Regions from separate parts of the Mus musculus genome. Here region 1 is linked to region 2. A link is a contact called in public HiChIP or PLAC-seq data. All regions are on one chromosome and are shown on one strand. The core of a region is the stretch at or near the end of the contact, and the rest is flanking DNA. Distances in the headings are between cores, read along the strand shown.

Region 1 (6,189 bases), core at 1,435-3,934, 290 kb before region 2:
CTCAGCTATTAAAAACAATGATCTTATGAAATTCTTAGGCAAATGGATGGATCTGGACAATATCATCCTGAGTGAGGTAACCCAATCACAACAGAACACACAGGATATACACTCACTGATAAGAGGATATTAGCCCAGAAACTTAGAATACCCAAGATACAATTTGCGAAACACATGAAACTCAAGAAGAAGGAAGCCCAAAGTGTGGATACTTCGTTCCTTCTTAGAATGGGGAACAAAATACCCAAGGAAGGAGTTATAGAGAGAAAGTTCGGAGCTGAGACTGAAGGAAGGACCATCCAGAGACTGCCCCACCCAGGGATCCACCCCATAAACAACCACCAAACCCAGACACTATTGCATATACCAACAACATTTTGCTGACAGGACCCTGATATAGCTGTCTCCTGTGAGGCTATGCCAGTGCCTGGCAAATACAGAAGTGGATGCTCACAGTCATCTATTGGATGGAACACAGGGTCCCCTATGAAGGAGCTAGAGAAATTACCCAAGGAGCTGAAGGAGTCTTTCAGCCCTATAGGAGGAACAACAATATGAACTAACTAGTATCCCCAGAGCCATCAATGGGAGGAGAGGCCCTTGGCCTTGCAAAGATTCTATGCCCCAGTATAGGTGAATGCCAGGACCAGGAAAGAGGAATGGGTGGGTTGGGGAACAGGGGGATGGGGAGGGTATAGGGGATTTTTGGAGAGGAAACTAGGAAAGGGGATAGCATTTGAAATATAACTGAAGAAAACATCTAAGAAAAAAAGAAAAAAAGAATTACTGAATGAAAAAATTAATTAAAAATAAATTTTTAAAAAGTCACTGAAGGTATTAACAAGAGGGTCACTAAGCACTCTTAACTCCATTCACTCGCATGCACTCTCATAAAAGGGGGGACTTGGAAACAGTTGTGCACACAGGAAGAGGATGATGGTAAGACCAAGGCAGATCCAAGTGATTTTTCTACATGCCAAGGAATATCAAAGATTGCCAGCACATCACCAGACACTGAGTGAGAATTATGACAAGTGTGTCTTTTACAACATCAGAAAGAACCAAACCTGCTGTTGCCTTGATCCTGGACTCTAAAGTTGTGAGAAAAAAAATAGATTTCTTTTGCTCAATCCATCCAGCTGTGGTACTTGTTTCTGGCAGCTTAAGCCACTAATACAGCACATATGAGCTCATTAAACATGAGCTAACATCAGATTAATTGTACAGAAGAACACAGTTTTTTTATTTAACTGTAATAAGCATTTTGCCCTACACCGCACAGCTCCTTGCCATGTCAACTTAACCTATGACAATGTATAAGAAAAGTAAACAGATTGTGCTGAAATAGGCTCTACTGCAAATCACTCCAAACTCTCCTTCCTGCAGAGAGAGGCCCAGCCTATTGGTTAGGCTGCCTTGCTGTGCTGTCAGCAGCTGTGGATTCAGAGCTGCCTGTGGAGTAAATGATAAAGACAGAACACAGGGAATGCTACCACCCAGGGGGATCTCACACCCACCATGATGCCACAAACTGCCTCCAGGATGGACACCACCCTTGGCTTAGAACAGAGAGAGAGACAGAGACAGAGACAGACAGACAGACAGACAGACAGACAGACAGAGAGACAGACAGAGAGAGACAGAGAGAGAGAAACAGAGAACACAAGACACAAAAACACATTTGTCTCTGGTTAGAATTTTAACTTAAATAGATCATTAGTGTGTTGTCCTAATTTAAGTTTTTATTTGAGTGAACTTATATCTCTGGGGAAAGTTGAACATAAAATGACAAAACTATTAAAGCTTTATTTGTGTTACTATCACAGTGATGATGGGTAACTTTTTTATTTTTGTTTTGTTTCTTGTTTGTTTTGTTTAAAGAAAAGGTCTCACTGGTTAGAGATAAAGATCTAGGAGCTGATGAGATATCCCAGTGGGTGAAGGTGCTTGCTGCACAAGCCTTACAGCCTAAGTTGCTGGATCCCTGGAAGCCACACAAAGATGGAAGGAGAGAACTAACTCCACAGTTGTTTTCCTTTTACCTCTGCATGTGTGTCATGGTATGTGAGCCTGTACACACACACACACACACACACACACAATTAATTACTTTTTAAAAGTTAAACTTTTTAAAGATGGCTATGGTAAAATGGCCCAATTTCTGACATTTCTTTTAAGACGTGTTTTAAAGCAATAACTATGATTTGAAGAGGAGTCAAGCAAGATTTGAAAGCTGGTGATAATTTTGTCAAATAACAGATACATGGTGGTTCACTGCATTAATCTTCTGGCTTTTATATACTTTAAAGTGTGTGTATGTCATAAAAGCAGAAAATGAACCAAGAGGGGTGAAGAGCTCTTATGGGGGAGTAGCGAGCAAGTAAGGGTAACAGACTATCTATGACATGACAGCTTACGGGGAGAGTATTTGTAGGGAAAGAAAGGAGCCAGCTAGAGAGGGCGTAGTGAGGAAAAAGAGCAGAGCATAAAGAAACACATGTATGAAAATGTGATGAAGCATTTACTGATTTTAAAAGGTTTCCATTAGAAAGTTTTAAAAACAAAAATGGGAAATCACCCACAGGTCTCTCTTGCTTAGGGAAGTTCTACAGTGGGTAAGGCAGAAAGTTCAGAAATTCCTATGAGTTTCTCCTCATTTTGTCGGGCATTCACCTAACATCTGGTCTCTTCCAGGAGATGAGTCATGAAGAATGAGGCGGTACCGAATCCCAGAGACGCCTCTGTGCTTAGTTACTTCTCAGCCATCGTTTCATTCTCACAATACTGCAAGGAAGAGATGACTTTTATCAAGGGTCAATGCCTTGCCAGTAGTGGGGTTTTGCTTTTGTTGCCTGTTCTACAAATCACCCCACGAATAGTTAAGCTGTGTGTCCTAATGTGGGCAGCTGGGATGCTGTTGTTCTTTTACATGTACACAACTTCTCGGAAGCACAAGTGGAGATCATTTGCTTTTCTTATGCAATGTCCCTACCATTTTTTTTTTTCATTGACATGCATGTCTTTTTTTTTTTTTTTTTTTTTTTTTTTGATTTTTCGAGACAGGGTTTCTCTGTATAACCCTGACTGTCCTGGAATGTAGACCAGGCTGGCCTTGAACTCAGAAATCGGATTGCCTCTGCCTCCCGAGTGCTGGGATTAAAGGCGTGCACCACCACGCCTGGCTGACATGCATGTCTTAAATACCTTTTGTGTTTCCAACCCTGTAAACACAAAGGTAAATATGGCCCGATCCTAAAGTGTTCACAATCCACCTGTAAATGAGCAAAGGTCACCGTGTATGACATGCTGCCTTCGAAGAGGCAAGTGTAGCACAGAGGAGGAGCCTGACACAGCCCTGAGTCTTCCAAAGTCCCACCTACCTGTGCAAGCTTCCCAGGCTTCAGCACAGATCAGCAAGTTACCTTGTTATCTCCTACAGCCCTTAAATGCTTCCTCATAGGGTCAGTGCCCCCTTCAAAGTCATAGATGAACTTGCCTTTGAGGTCACTGCTATTGCCAAGAGCCACCCTAGTCCACTCATATTATCCTGCAGTGCCCTCCATACAACTCCTAGAGCAGTGCTTTGCCCTTTACTAGTTACACATGTGCTCATGAGAACTGAAAAAGCAAATACAACAGGGTTAACTTTCCACTCTCCCAATTATCCTTTCCATTGTACATTTTCCTTAGTTTGCTACTAAAACCAGTCAATCTCTTAGCTGATGTAAGTTTTTGATATAGATAAAATCATCATCATACAAAACTACCCATGTAAAGATTGAGTCACTTTCTATAGGAGCATATATTTTTTGCAAAGTCCCATGTAGGCAGAAAGATCTGATGGAAAGAGTTACTTTATAGAAAGTTGTTCTGACCTAAAAACATCAAGCCAGCTTATGTTTTTAAAAGACTTGTTTTGTGTTTTTCAACAAAAGAGTGTCTTCTTTTTAGACAAGATTGCTTTTTCCTTCTCTCTTTTACATATAGAAAGCAGCTTTCTCAAAATGGCTTGCTTGGGGTCACTAACCCATTTAACTGCCAGTGCACTCTTAGCACCTCGGGACCTGCTCTTTTCTCTCTATCAGTTGAACTTTCCTCTGGATTATGCCCCAAATAAATTCATACTTTTCTGCTTTTTACTAAATCTAATAATGATCTCCCAAAAATAGCGAGTTTTTATCAGCTCTGCTCCTGGATAGGGAGAGTATCAGGTGTCAGCGAGGCTGTGGTAGAGAAACTGGGTGAAGAGAACATGAGATGAGCCAGCCCAGCCTGCTCTACATTACAGACCAATCTCTCTCGTAATAGGTACAGGGTGAGCATTTCTAAGGTTACAATGCATCTCCCACATGGACCAATGCCTGAGTATCTTCCCTCTGATCTAGAACCACATGAAAATTGTCATAATCAAAATGGAATCACTTCTGTCAAACTTTAGTAAAACTGAGTCAGGAGGCCTTGAAAAGAGAGCTCTGATCTATAACTGCTTATCATGAAAACTATAGCAAGGACTCTTACCAGTCTTACACAAATATTTCTAGAAAGACATTGGCCCAACAACTTTCTGTTCAACAGTGGACTGGTATCTTCTATGTTGTTGATCTTTGCAGTCAAGGATAATGGTTTCAAAACAATTTGCATAGCTCTTTCACTCTTCCTTTAAAAACTTTTATTTTCCTTTGTCTCTTCTGAAATGTTTACAGGCCTGCAACAGCACTTATGTCCAAAGTTGCAATTCCCTACTCATCCCTAATAATAATAATAATTGTTTCTTTTGAGATTCTCCCATTGTTTGTTTTTTAGACTGACACTGTCTACAGAATCCAGTTCAAACTCTTCAGCTCAGGATCCAGTGTCTTACATGACTTCTCAGTTCCTAGATCTGAATCACGACCACTTCCCCAATAAAATCCAGGGCTTGCTGCTCCCTACAGACCTGAGACACACTCATCTATTGCTGACTTTGCTCCTTCTCTCTCCTTGGCCATGAATGCTCTCTCCCTACATCTTTATGTGACAAGCCCTACCATCAGTCAAATTCAGTTAAGTGCTACACACTCCTTGAGAGTTCTCTCTTCTAATGCCCTTTAGCTATTTCTCTATAGCCACATTTCTCATGGTTCTCTGTCCTTTTTGCCTGTAGGCAGTGAATGGAATACCAGTAGAGAAAAAAGACCCAGAAATGATGAGGTTAATTGAGAATAAACTTGTACCTGGACAATGACTTGTAACTAGAGGAAAAAAAAAAAAACATGTTTCAAAGAGGGATGGAAAGATGGATTGGTTGTTAAGACTCTTCCAGAGGACCCCCTGTTCAATTCTCAGCACCCACATGGCAGCTCACAACTGGCTCTAACTCCAGTCCCAGATCTGATGTCTTCTTCAGGCCTCTGCTACAGCTCCACACACATGCTACACAGACACATGCAAGTGAAATATTCATACACATAAAACAAAAACTAAAAACTTTTTTTGAAAGTTATCAAGACATGATCTACTAGCCTAGTCTGTGTGTAGCTCTATAAATGCAGTAGAGGAAATGGTATTAATATATTTATTCAGTGAATTAACAAATATGTATTGAGCACCTGTTAATGACAGCCATTCTGTTAGGTATTAGGAATGTGAACCGTAGAAAACATAGTCTCCAATCTCAATGGCGATAGTCTGGTAAGGAGTCAGGAAGGAGTCAATAAAACATGCTGTGAGTCTGCCCTGAGGAATGGATGCAGGGTTTCTGCAGTCCACTTTACTGAGCTCAGAAAGTTGGGTGGAGCAGAGCTTCTTCAGCTTTTCTGCCTGCAAGTCCTTTTCTTACTTAGTCAACCATAGGTTTTTAGGCATATAAAATATATATAGTAATCAAATCTTTATTAACAATAATGTCTAACTTGTTTTTAAAATTCCTTTAGCATGCATATAATTTTATCACTTATTGGAGATGAAGTCTGCACATGCTTATTAATTTTTGTATAAGTATGAAACTTTGGCTGAGCATTTGAAACTGTAGGATATAGAGCATCTTCAATATTTTCCAGATAATTGACACTGTGATTGTATGGTCTGATTGATGATACTCATCAATGCTAAGAATGCCATTCACATAAAATCCAGTACACAATGGATATAAGTATATTTGGGATCATTTCAAAAATTATTGGGAGGTTGGAGAGATGGCTCAGAGGTTAA
Region 2 (5,959 bases), core at 2,780-5,279:
CATACTAAGGTCACCATGTCCCCTGATGAGGTAATTAATTTCAGAGATACACCAAAGCCTTTTGTGTGGGCTTAGCCAGGGCTGATTCATCTTGACCCCTGCTGAGACATCGCCATTTCTCTCTTCTTAGTCTACTCCTTACAACTCTGTCCTAACTAGCACAGCATGTTATATATAAACTGGAGACTGGAATACCAGGGGAGTGAATGACTCGCCTGAGTTTGTACCATAGGAAGTACTGGAGCCAATCATTATGAGCAAACATACCCTTGGAGTCCCCTGAATCATAGTTTGGGAATTAGTAGATCTGTTACATTTGCAGATTTATTTAAAACACACTTGAGTTTGCAAACACGAGGCAGGTTTGTTGCTGAATGATATTTTTATTAGCTTAATAATCTGGGCCAGCCCTTAGCATTAATAAGCTTCAGCACTAGTCACAGATTTTCAATCACTGATGGGAAACTTCCTTGTTTTAAAAAAAACTCAATGAGGAAAGGGGATCTACTTCTTAGGGGCTGCGGCGACAGCAGGCTTCTCTTCACGGGTGATGGGAATGGTGCGCTCAGGGCCAGACACCTGTTTCCTTGGTCCATTCACAGTGAGGACTCCATCAGATGACAGGGATGAAGTGATGGTGAGAGGATCCACATCGGCTGGGATCCGGTACTTCCTGTGGAACTCCCTGGAGATGAAGCCATGTTCGTCCTAATCCAAGAGAATAAAGGACAAAGCAGAGAAATAAGAACAGGAAATACCACCATTTGCCCCAAGTTCAGACATCCCTCTCCCTTGGGTTAGATCAAAAGGCCCTAAGATAAAAAGAGATATCCGGAGCTGGGGATACAGTCTAGTGGTGAAAGGCCCCGAGTTCATCTCCAACACTGTAAATATGCAGATAGCTAAGTCTAGAGCTGTTTGTCCAGGTTTAAGGCTAGCATAAACTGTCCAATCAGAGTCTAGGAAATCTGAAACAGTCCTGAACTTCATTGATCTTCCTATCTCGAGACACAGTTACAATTCGGGGCACTTTCCACAAAGGAATGAATCCATGGTGGCTGGACCCATAGAGTTTGGACTCCCACTTTGGCATTGAGGATCTGTCTGATGCCAAAAATCCTTTAGGAGGCCCATAAATGTTCCGAATTGTGCAGGAATGTCTCCAAATGTTCCTAGCCCATGGGGTTGCTGATATTATATAAGATGACTCTATGTGTGGCACTGTGGTCCAGTCCTAAATTCTGAGCAAAATTGAGTTATTAATTTTTGTTTTTTGTTTTGTTTGAGATAAGTATGGTTTCTCTGTTGAGCCCCAGTTCTCCTGGAACTCATTCTATAGACCAGGCAGGCTTCAAGCTCAGAATCTACCTGCCTCTGCCTCCCAAGTGCTGGGATTAAAGGCATGCGCCACCACTGCCCGGGTGAGCTATTGATTTTTTTAAAAAGATTTATTTATTTGTTTTATGTATATGAGTGCTCTATCTTCATGTACACCTGCATGCCAGAAGAGGGCATCAGATCTCATTATAGATGGCTGTAAACCAATATGAGGTTGCTGGGACTTGAACGCAGGACCTCTGGAAGAGCAAGCAGTCTTAACTGCTCTTAACTACTGAGTCATCTCTCCAGCCCCCAAGTCATTAATTTTTAAGAAGAAATCATAACACCTTTTTAGGGAGTCAAGGAAAAAAATGGCCAAAAATGCAAGAAGAATTGTTGATGCTAATTCTGATGCCTTCTGAATCCCAAGGATCCATACAAACAAATCTCAATTAACTGGCTTCCTCACAGCCATAAGACTGAAGAAGCTCTGAAAAGCAGACCAACCAAGTAGCTTAGCATTAAACTGAGCAGAAGCAACATGGAATCCCGAACATCACAAAGCCACAGACTTACTGCCTTCAACCCTGCGGTTATGGTCATTATGCACAACAACCATTATCTATAACATCCTGTGCCTAGGTCAACGGTTGCCAGTTTGTAGTACTGAAAGGACCCAAGGAGTTTTTTGGGCTTTTGTTTGTTTGTTTTTTCATGTTGATGCTTGAGTTATAGTCCTAAAACTTCAGATTTAATTGGCCTAAGGTGTGCTTTGGAATTTTGGGAACTGTTCTGATATCCTAGTGTCACTGGACAAGACAAGGCAATCAAAAGGAACAGCAAGGGAAAACTTCTCTCAGCACAACCACAACACTATCAGCACAGCGAGCCCTAGCTTAGCTTCCCAGCCATTGATCTGTAACTCCCGATCTAGTCACTTATGTTTGGGGCCTGGAATTCTGCCAGCCTCAGAGGCTGGTGGCAGTACCTGGCACCCAGTGTGCACAAAGTGGATTCACAAAAGAGGACGGAGAGGTCCACACACCTGGCGTTCTTCGTGCTTGCCGTGGACCTCAATCACGTCCCCCAGAACCTTGACTTTGAGTTCCTCCGGAGAGAAGTGCTTCACGTCCAGATTCACAGAGAATCTGTCCTTCTCCAAACGCATCTAGAATAACAAGGGGACAGGAGGAGGAGAGGAGATAGTAGAACGTTTATTAAGCTGGAGAAGGCTCATCGTTCAGCAGATTTACTTCCTGTCCAGGTAATTCATGCTCCACTTGACTGCTGGGGGAAAACACGCCCCCTCCCCTTTGAATAGCGACTCTGGTGCATGTGAGCTACCGTAGTGATATGCAAAGGACGCCTCTTGGTCATCAGTCCCAAACTTTTCTTAGAGGCACAGGGAAGAAGACAGGTCATTAGGGGACTAGTCACAAGGATGGATCTGGGCATGGCATCTGCTGCCTCGCTCCCCAATGCTGGCTTTGTCATTTGTCTATAAGACAAAGGCCCCCTTTTCCTTGTTCAGCTCCCTGCCAAGTTTCCAACCCACTCGATCTGGAATGTTCTGCTGGTCCTGTCCTTCCAAAGCCCTTGCTCACTCAGCTCCTGTTTCCTCACACTCGAATATTTTTAAACCAGAGTGTTATCTGTGACAGCTCTGTTAATCTTATCTCCCACCCAGTTAGGATAAGTCAGGGTTTCCCGAGAGTGGTCGGACAGTCACTCCTCTTAAGGCATGGACTGAAGTTAGTGCACTGTCTCAGCCCCAAGGAACCCAGAAAATCATAGACAAGGGATGAGAGAGAGAGAGAGAGAGAGAGAGAGCAGAAAAAGTCCAGGATGAGTGGGTTTCTATCTGATCTTTACAGTTTGAGATGATAAAATCCTCCCAGACCATGACTATTGAAGAGGTAAGTAAAGGAGCTGAAGCAAACCAGAAATAACAGAAATAAGCATCCTGCTCCATCATTAGGAGACAGACTATGACCCTCACCATGCACAGAAAAATGGACCAGGAAACCGAGCATCAAACAGAAACAGGTGCCCGAAGAAAGAAGAAAACAGTAGCTTCATTTCCCCTCTGTACCTTAGCACACACTCACAGATGCCTAAAATGGCTTGGGGGTGGGTGAAAGGGAAAAGGGACTGAGGGTCCAGGACGGACACTCACCCCTGCCCTGGCATAGGCAGACTCACCTCTGAGAGTCCGGTGTCAATCCAGCTGGGTGCCCGCAGGAAGGAGGGTGGCCGAAGGTAGAAGGGGCTCAGGGAAGTGGCTGTTGAGAAGAGGTCAGACTCCAACAGGTGCTCTCCGAAGAACTGGTCGAAGAGGCGGCTTGGGGAGTGGAAGGGGAAGAAGGGGCGCCGGATCCAGGGGTGGTGGATGGCGATGTCCATTGTGGCTAGATGAATGCAGAGTCGGTTGGCTGGTCAACTCCTTCAGCAGCAGCTCCAGCCGGCCCCTTATATATGCAGTCTTCTGAAGCTTCTGGAATGGTGAGGTCAGGGGTTTTATTATCCCAGCTCACCGCCAGTTCATGGAGACTTGTGATCAGGGATTTGGCAGGGTGACACATACCCGGTACTCACTGAGCTAAGAAAAGAGAAACACAGGCAGGGCTGAGCTGACCGGTGACTTGTCATGGTCTTGTTTCACTAGCTCTCTGTCCACACCCAGTGGCACCCACCCCATCCTTGTTCTCTGGAGCTAGGACGGAGCCTGGAATCCCAAGCAGCTGCTGGTGGGCCCCTCCTCCTCTCCAGTCTCGCATGCCAGGGGAATTGAGCCAGCAACTATCTTGGGCCTGGGCAGGGACTGGAATCTTCCTAGGCTTAGCCCCAGGGACATTAACTCTTTGTGGAGTCCTAGAGGAGAGCAGAACTAGGTGTCTGACTGGAACCCTGAGCTGATCTAGGTTCAGAAGACACTGACCTTACAAAGACAGAAAATGTTTCTTGCATTGTGGATGCTATGTGGCTCATAGAACATTAAGTCTTTTTTTTTTTTTTTAAGTAATGTGCACAGTGCCTGAGACTGAGAAGGACAAAGGGTGATGTGGAATGTACAACTGGTGAAGGCCCAACTAGGCCTCTCCTTGCCCTCCTGCAGAGCAGGAGCTCACTCCAGGACCAGGACCCTCAGCTGTCCTACCAGGCCCCTGCGACAGCTGAAGGGTGTGCAGAGGAGGGGACTTAGGGGGTCCAGGCTGATCACACCCTCATAGCTGCACTCTAGACTTAGGCTCCCAGCCCTCCCCCACCCCCAGAGGCTCTGCACTATTTTGGGTGGTGTAGACCCCGCCCCCACTCTGACTGAGCCCTGGCTCTCCCTGAAGCCGGTGGGGTCGCCTTGATCTTGTTGGGGCAGTACTTGGGATCAGGGCTACTAGTCGCAACAGCAGTCATGTCGGGCCGCACAGTGCCACACGCCCACCCAGCCACTGCCGAGTACGAATTTGCCAACCCCAGCCGTCTGGGCGAGCAGCGCTTCGGAGAAGGTAGGACTCAGATGCTGCCTCCCACCCCCACCTCCTGAAATTCTGGGCTCACTGCCCAGCTTTACTGGCCTCCACTCTACCTGGGGCTTAAGTGAACTCCTGAGGTGAACCATCTCCCATTCCAGATTCCCCCGTCAAGCAAGACTCTCTCTGGTCTTGCTACAGACCTCAGGATAAACTTTAGACCGGTAGGGTTTTGGGTAACTGGGCTTTGCAGGCTTCAGAGTACCTTCTGATTTCGCGTCTGTCCTCCCAATTCCAGCTCGCTTCCTCCATGGCTATCTCCTTTCCTTTCCCAGCCCCTCTTCAGCAGTTCCCACCTGCTCTTCTGGCCCATGTCTCCAGATATCGCCTTTCATCCCTGTGCCCACTGCATCCACCCTCATCCTGCCTCTTGCTTTCTCTTTCTCTTTCTCTCTCTGCACCCCCAACCCCCCAACCAGGCCTCCTGCCAGAAGAGATCCTGACCCCCACCCTCTATCACGGCTACTATGTTCGGCCTCGGGCCGCCAGAGCTGGCGAGGGCGCCAGGGCAGGGGCCTCAGAGCTCAGGCTCAGTGAAGGCAAGTTCCAGGCGTTTCTGGATGTGAGCCACTTTACCCCAGATGAGGTGACGGTGAGGACTGTGGATAACCTGCTGGAGGTGTCTGCCCGACACCCCCAGCGTCTGGATCGCCACGGCTTCGTGTCCCGAGAGTTCTGTCGCACCTATGTCCTGCCTGCAGATGTGGACCCCTGGCGGGTTCGAGCTGCTCTATCCCATGATGGCATCCTTAACTTGGAGGCGCCGCGGGGTGGCCGGCATTTGGACACGGAAGTCAATGAAGTCTACATCTCCCTGCTTCCTGCTCCTCCTGACCCCGAGGAAGAGGAAGAGATAGCCAGAGTTGAGCCCTGACTGCCAGCGATAGACCCAGCACCCAGTGAATCCCCTGTCTACCTCCCGTGGTGATTCCATAAATCCACCACACCCCAGAGGGAGCAGCATCCCTGGGAGATGGCATCGGTGCATGGTCCACAGTGTATGGTTTGGTCCCTTGATGTATCAAAGCCTTTGATTTAATTCTGGGTGGGGCTGAATAAACCAAAACCTGGGGGCCTTGTTTGTGCTGCTTCTGTTCTGTTGCCTGGAAGAC

What was found. HiChIP or PLAC-seq counts read pairs in DNA pulled down with a chosen protein or histone mark.
Region 1: a contact with region 2 is called in an HNF4G HiChIP or PLAC-seq map of pancreatic cancer cells. The contact joins the enhancer-like site here to the promoter of Cryab in region 2. A contact is called at or near these places in 5 of 39 promoter capture datasets (the C10 cell line, hematopoietic stem and progenitor cells, liver and 1 more), 1 of 15 datasets of contacts at CTCF or cohesin (the NIH/3T3 cell line), 3 of 115 datasets of contacts at active chromatin or transcription factors (acute myeloid leukemia, bone marrow-derived macrophages and pancreatic cancer cells) and 3 of 9 other capture datasets (adipose tissue, liver and pancreatic islet).

What each region holds. Positions count from the first base shown.
Region 1 is chr9:51,038,851-51,045,039 of GRCm38.p6, reverse strand. No RefSeq gene overlaps it. Among named protein-coding and RNA genes, the nearest start is that of Gm32681, 4.5 kb to the left of the region's middle. Within about 2 kb of position 2,684, at least 19 of the 459 cell types and tissues checked have an H3K27ac peak or open chromatin away from gene starts, as enhancers often do. A contact at or near this core is called in the NIH/3T3 cell line and pancreatic cancer cells, where this site is marked.
Region 2 is chr9:50,751,041-50,756,999 of GRCm38.p6, reverse strand. It overlaps Cryab (crystallin, alpha B), which reads right to left and starts at 4,029. Exons shown (of 3, transcript NM_009964.3): 1 at 3,523-4,029; 2 at 2,366-2,488; 3 at 364-708. The coding sequence starts at 3,723. The coding sequence ends at 505. It overlaps Hspb2 (heat shock protein 2), which reads left to right and starts at 4,646. Exons shown (of 2, transcript NM_024441.3): 1 at 4,646-4,823; 2 at 5,267-5,928. The coding sequence starts at 4,730. The coding sequence ends at 5,721.